Regions from separate parts of the Mus musculus genome. Here region 2 is linked to region 1. A link is a contact called in public Micro-C data. All regions are on one chromosome and are shown on one strand. Each heading gives the region's core, a stretch centred on a gene start, on an enhancer-like site or on the middle of the called end of the contact. The rest is flanking DNA. Distances are from core to core; before and after follow the strand shown.

Region 1 (3,400 bases), core at 117-2,616:
ATAGCCGTGGGATTTAAACACCCAGTAATGTTGTGATTTCAGATGCAATTTGAATTATTGAAGGAGACGTGGAGAGAATATTACTCTCCAGAAGTCCTGTGACCCAGACATATGAGCCTTTAAGGTCTATGGAGATGGTCCTTACTGTTTCCACTTAGGAGTAAGAAGACCCAAGGATTAATCTGGACATTCTATTATTCGTAAGTATGTAGTCAAGGCTGGAAAGCCCTGTGATCCAGGATTGAAAGGTGTAGTGAACGGAAGACCCTGTGTTGCTATGAACTTGTTGGCATGTTCACCAAATGGGTAGAGTACAACATTCAAGTAACCCAGCTGAAACCCCGGAAGGCTTCCTAACTCTTCCCTCTTGTTTTTAAGCTTTGGAAGCTAAATTAGGTTCAGGTTAGAAATCTGTTATGCTTGAAGCGCATACAGGAGGTAATGAGTGCTGTCAGGAGTGGCAAGTCCTATTTAACTTTGATCATTTCCATGATCACAGAGCACATACCTTGCCCTAACCAACAATCTGGCGCCATGCAGTTAATCCTGATAGGGGATCTTGGGAGCAGAGTTTTCTGGATGGAAAGGCACCTATTGCCTCTGCTACAAAACCAAAGCAAACTCAACGAAACAACTCAATGTGCTTGACCCACTGTGTAGTCATCATCACTTTCACAGTCCAGGAACGGAGTATTACAGGATCATAGACTGAGCTGGATATTAATAAATCAGAGAAGAAGACTAAGGATGCCACACTGGGCATCCTGGGAAGCAGTCCTACCCAGTTTGCTCTCTGGAGAGAGTGCAAGTGCTCTGCTCACAGTGACAGGCCAGACTGCAAGGCGAGGATTGCCTTTCTCCAAGGAAGCCCGTCTTCCCTAGGGTGTGGTACTACTAGGCTACAGCAGCCATCACCTTTATAAAAACCCAAGCCATATTTGAATTGTCTTTAAATTTCAAGGAAGAGGACAAAGAAATGTGAGCAAGGCTTCATTCCTAGCTCTCAGACTACCGTCCCAAGAGAACCTGAGGTTCCATGGAGCAGGAATAAAGAGGAGTCCTTACTTCGTCTGGGGAACACAGATGGGGTATGGGTTCTAAGAAACATTCCCGACCGGTTACTGAGCTGGGAAGTGGAGCGGGAGCAGTTTACTTCCTGCTTCGCCGCGGAAAAACTCAGCTAGGGCCGAGCGGGAAGGAGGACGTGGTCTCCGAGTCGCCAGCTGCTAGGGTGGGGTTTCGGGGCACGATTAGACAGAGATTCGGACAGTTACGTGAGACCCCGCCCACCCAGGATGCACGCTCCCAACGGTGTGCGGAATGAGCCCCCGAAGTTAATCTTGGGGTCAGACGTTCTCAGCTCTCACGGGAGAGGCTAGCAAAGCGAAGATTGCAGGGTCTGGCCTGAATGTTCTGGGCCACCGTGGGGGCCGGTGATCACTGTCTTTCTTGCCACTCTTTCCTCTCAAGTTCCCGAATTTCCATCTCCACCTCCGACCCACTGGGGACTGACCAGGGACTGGAAAGAGCGCGAAAGGTATAAAGGGGAGAAGAGACTGCGCCTTTTGGTGCCCGGGTGAAAGGTGCCAATCGACCGCATCGCTCTGCGTGGCCCTACCTGGGAGGTGCGGAGCCCGGGGCACGACGCTCGGTGTTCTCAGAGGCAGACTCTGAGGCACGTATTTTAGACCGTCCAGTGGTACTATTGTCTCTGTTATCTTAGAGTCCGCCGGGGGCTGTCTCCGTGATGACAGCCCACGCTCCCTTTTCCGCCCTCATGAACTTGCTCTCCACAGACCACGGATCTGCTTGAGTGCCCACGGATCCTGTGCAATTGGACTTGAATGTCCTTTAACAGGCCTTGGCCATCAGAACACCAAAACCATAAAACCTTCGAGAAATCAACCACTCACTCTGAGGCTCGCTGTAGAAGAGTGGCTTAGACTCTCCCACTTCGGAGTCCCAGTTGATCACCAACCCGCTTGCTACAGGCCCCAAATGGTTACGGGCACAGCTTCTAGTTACATTAGACGCTTCCTTGCCCCAGCCTTTCGAGCCTCAGGTCTGCTTTGGGGATGTGGCTTAGGCAGTAGCCACCTAGAAATCCTGCACTGTTTGAGTGTGATACCGCTGCGGACTACAGCAGACAGGCGTGCCAGGCTTCTAGTCCAGATACCCACCCCCACCCCAGTAAATCTCTAGTGTTGAGGGAAGCAAGGCTTGCAGGAAGCCGCTCCGGATGTTTGCTTCTTTACTTGTGGCATTTGTGGCTGGCTTTGATAACGTCGTGAGCTCGGCTTCCAACACCCATTTAGTGAAGAAACTGAAATATGGCCCACTCACACTGCTGGCGGGTCTGAAGTGCGGTTGGCCCCAACACTCCTCCCAAAGTATCTATCAAGAGAATGGTCAGCAGAAGTTAGATCTAGGTAAGAGGACGGGAAGGGGGACTAGTCTTGGGAAAGCGCCACATTTCCTGGTAGATTTGTTAAGTAAAGTGCTATCTAGGGACTCCAGGGGAGGCTGTTTTAAGGAACGGGGAAGAGCCCAAAAGTGGTCGCTTGGACTCCTACTGTGTTTGTGCTTTCCCTCAGAAAGATCAGTTGTTAATCTTCAGGGATGCTTGTAAATAACGCTGCCTCCCCATCCCCGGGCTTTCTTTCTAACCACTTTCTCAGTTCCTTTTATGGAGCTCGAACAGAACTAGGTACCCAGGTAAAATGGTGTAAATACATTTTCTAGACCTACACCTGAATTATATTTCTGTTGTCTCTTAGTTTTTAGAGAAATCAACCAAGACAGGGAAGACAGAGAAAATGCATTCTGGACCCGCTACTGTTTTCAATCGTCATTTCAAACAAAACCCGTAGTTTATTTAAAAAAAAAAAAAACACGGAAAGAGAAAATTAGGCCCTGAGATCTTTGAAAAGATGCCCATTACTAGATACAAAAGAGAAGAGTCACTGTGGAGGTGAGGGACTGCGTCCCTGCTTCTGAGAGGCAGGAGAGCTACATGGGGAGACTGTCTCAAAACTAACAACAGAAGAGATAGAATTTTTTTTTTCTTAAAGAGCACCTGGCTAGAGAATCGATTTGTAAAATTGCTATTTCTACCCTTAGAGTTTCCTTGATTAAACATCTGAAATGCATTTTTTTTGTTTTACTTTCAAGCTAATGTTTTTCAGAAAAAAATAAAAAGCTTTGAGGAAAAGCACATTATCAGTTAGATTTAAGACCAATTGCTTTTAAATTACCAATTTAAAATATCATTTTTTTTATTTCTTAAAGCAGATTTAATTTTACCCCCTTTGTATGAATCTTACAGACCTGGAGTTTTAACTACTATCACTGATCTCTACACACAACCTCCAGCTTTAAATGGGAGGGAGGGTCACCACTG
Region 2 (3,513 bases), core at 118-2,617, about 15 Mb before region 1:
AGCTGTTTGATCCGTCGTGACGTATCTGGAAGGAAGAGGGGGAAAGGGGAGAGCAGAAAAACTTGAGGTTTGTCATTTTGCAACCAAGGCGCCACTCTCCCAGAGTCGGGAGCTTTCCCTGTCTCTCCCTAGGAGGAGAGAGCGCGCTGGGCTTCCGGAGAGCAGCCGGACTCAGTGAGTGCCTTCACCAAGCAGACTTCGCTAACAGTTGAACTGGGGGTGGGCGGCCTCGTCTTCACAGTGGAGAGAGCGGGGTGGGGTGGGGGGAATCCCCCACCCTATATAGGTGCGGGCGACATTACACATGCACACACAGTCAGACAGACAGACGGACAGACACACACACACACTCAAATACACTCACACCCTTCAATTCTCAACTTGTGCCTGGAGCTAGGCGTTGGGAGTCAGGTTTGCAGGTGACTGGGGGCTTAGGGGAGCAAGAGAGTCCACATGCAGAAAACGCTAGGATGCACATCGCTACTCCAGCCAGACCCTAGCACCGAAATGCCTCCTGGCCATGCGGAGGTGTTCAGCCTGAGCTGCTAAAAAAAAAATAAATAAATAAAAGGATCACCGTCCACAAATATAAAGGTATATATACATGTACATTAAAAATCCCAGTCCGTGCAAATTGTTCAACTTGCTCGCCCCCATAGCCACTTGTGTGCCATTTCTTGAATAAACCCCTTCTGAAAGGGATGCGCTGCGTTCTTCCCCCCCACCCCCCAACCCCCACGTCCACCTACTGTCCCTCATCAGTCCCCTTTCTTTGCTTTTCGGAGAATCCTTTCTGTGTCTCTAGCTTTCTCCTCGTCCCCACTTATTGTTAGGATTATGCTTCTCCCTCATTACTGCAAATGGTGCTTAACTTGGAGGAGAGTTGCCCTCCCTGCGACAGATGTCATAACGAACTTTCTCCCGTTCCCTTCCGTAACTTCTCCCGAAAGCCAGATTATAATTAAACGTAACGGTCCAATATAGATTAGAGGCAGGGGAAGCTGCCACCACCACCGCCACCACCACCGCCGCCGCCACACACTCACACACTCACGCGCGCGCGCTCACACACACACACAAAAAAGTAATAATACCTCCGCATCGTGGACTAGTCCGGGAAAGGTAGTTGACATGATGGGTTTCTCCAAAAGCTTACGATGCAATTTCCCCCTCCAAAAAAAGAATCAGGAAAAAAAAATCCAAAACTTCTTGTATTTTCCAATTTTTTTTAAAGGAAGAAAAAAAATGTTCCGTAGATAGAGATCTAAACTGTAATGGTTTTGCCCGGATCAGATAGCTCCTTGCCTCGTACCCACTTAAAAAACCTGTAGGAACAAAATTTTCCCTCTGCACAAAAGCAGCTCCCTGGAACAGATTTTGTACTTGCTGAGAATTTCTTTGGCTGATGTCGTAGGTCCCTTGGTAATATAGAAGTTTTGAAAATTAAGCATCAGCAGTGAGAACGGGGAGGACAATAGGCAGAAGAGATTTATCCCATGAGACAAGGAATAAATATTGTATCTTCGCCTAATAAGGAACTGGGGGTTCTTTCAACATTTTTTATCCATTTTCCACAACCTTTATCATGCTTTTCTATACCGACTGAGGTGAGGACGCATCTCTGCAGAGAGCATTTACACATTTTTATTGCGAAGATAGAAATCTATCCCCAATACATGCAGCTTACAGACAGAAACATATATTAATTAAACCTTTCTTTTACATGACTGGGCATTTGTTCCTATTGGTTCCACTCCCTGGATGTTGAAAGCTGATCTTTTTTTCCAACAGGCATTGCAATCAGTCTTGCCCAGTTGGGATGTCTGCCTTCTTCCAAGTGAAAACAATACCCCTTTTCTCATATTTACATTGAATTTCTGTTCTTCGTCCTTGAAAGGCAACACCAGGTGGTGGCTAACATTTTTTTAAGCAGTTTTTAAGATAGATAATCATGATGGACAGTCCTAAGTTTCTGTTACAAAGAAGTAGGACAACTGGAAAAATGTATGAGAATAAAGATGTGTGAGGATATTGCACACTTAAGTAAATGTCTTTCACTCCCCAACCCAGCCTGTTTTCCCCCCTTTACTATTTTTCTTTTCCCTTTTCTTTTAAACAGTGTGATTTTTGTTTGTTTGTTTGTTTGGTTTTTTTATTTGTTCTCCTCTCTGTGTCCCTCTCTGTATCTGTCTGTCTGTCTGCCTGTCTCTCCTTATTTCTATTTTGGAAGGTGGGAGTGTGGACCATTCAACAACAGGAAGCAGTTATATTACCCCTAAAGGACCCCCAAATACTTGCATTACATTTACAAAGAGGGTGCTGGAAAGGGACAGGGAACAACAGCGCACACTGACACACACACACACACACACACACACACCTATTTCCATTTCTTCTAGGTTTCTCAACTTTCAAACAGTTTTAGAGTTATACTTCATCCAAAATTTAGGCTGATCCACTGAGTTATCTAGTGTCTTGAAGGTCTCTCTCTCTCTCTCTCTCTCTCTCTCTCTCTCTCTCTCTCTCTCTCTCTGTGTGTGTGTGTGTGTGTGTGTGTGTGTGTGATAGCAACAAGCTCAAGATATAGAGGCTATGCTAGGTTTTATCAGCAAACTTGCCTACTCAAGGGGGAAAAAAATAAAACACCCAAAACCTGGAGGGTTAGTTGGCCCCACCAGCTCATCTCAGAGATAGACAGGGTAATTCAGTCTTAATTGCTATTTCATTTGGTTCCCTTTTAAGTGTTTAAGCTGAGAAGGTGTCTTAATAATAAGCCGCAGGCAAACAGACATGTGGCTTTTTTTTTTTTTTTTTTTTTTTTTTGGTTGAGGGTATGGGAGGTTTTATTAGGGCATGCTCACACAAGGTACACAAGGTAGCCGGGCCTGTCACTCAGAGCTATTGGCTCTATACATAAGGACACATGACAAGAATTAAAATGCATTGTCTGCAATAGACATCCAAGATGCCTCACTTCCACACAGGATCAGCAGCCTATATTTGCTCCCCTTGTTAAGATGGACTTATCTCCACTCCCCACCCTGAAATTCCACATCATTAACTGTTGAAATCAGAAGGCTTTTCAAGCAAGTCCAGTGAGGATGAAAATGAAGAATATAGGACTTGGTCTTTAAGTAGGAGGGGAAGAGGAACATTGTTGGTGCTTAGAGCCTGTGCCCCCAAATGCTTACATTAGAGTCTTTGTTTGCTAGGTCTGAGCCCAGTTCTCATAGCTTATCCACAGTGAACATAGATAATAGGATCATACACAGTAGTCCACAGGATCTGGAGCCTGATTCTGTGACCTTCTCTCAGAATGCTTGTCCCTGAGAAAGCTTGGCTTCATGCCCACTAGAAGAATATGGAGAACCTCCTACCTACTTTTGTGAATGATAAGACAGTTTTGCTGGTGCATAATGTTAATTTCATAAGAAGTCTGCACTCAAATAAGAAAGGATATTATCTTCTCAATCAAATGAAACCCATCTGTCCCCAACACTTCCAACTGTCAGG

The links. A called contact is a pair of places that touch in the nucleus more often than the background predicts.
Region 2: a Micro-C map of embryonic stem cells shows a contact between it and region 1, with 14 times the contacts expected there. The contact joins the promoter of Tfap2d here to the promoter of Sox17 in region 1. A contact is called at or near these places in 5 of 39 promoter capture datasets (cranial neural crest, embryonic stem cells, maxillary cranial neural crest and 1 more) and 5 of 484 Hi-C or Micro-C datasets (cerebellum and embryonic stem cells).

Annotation. Positions count from the first base shown.
Region 1 is chr1:4,495,320-4,498,719 of GRCm38.p6, reverse strand. It overlaps Sox17 (SRY (sex determining region Y)-box 17), which reads left to right and starts at 1,366. Exons shown (of 5, transcript NM_011441.5): 1 at 1,366-2,429; 2 at 2,778-3,400.
Region 2 is chr1:19,100,876-19,104,388 of GRCm38.p6, reverse strand. Tfap2d (transcription factor AP-2, delta) reads right to left here and starts at 1,367. Exons shown (of 8, transcript NM_153154.3): 1 at 1,095-1,367; 2 at 1-25. The coding sequence starts at 1,133. The region is part of intron 1 of Gm15825 (predicted gene 15825); the gene reads left to right.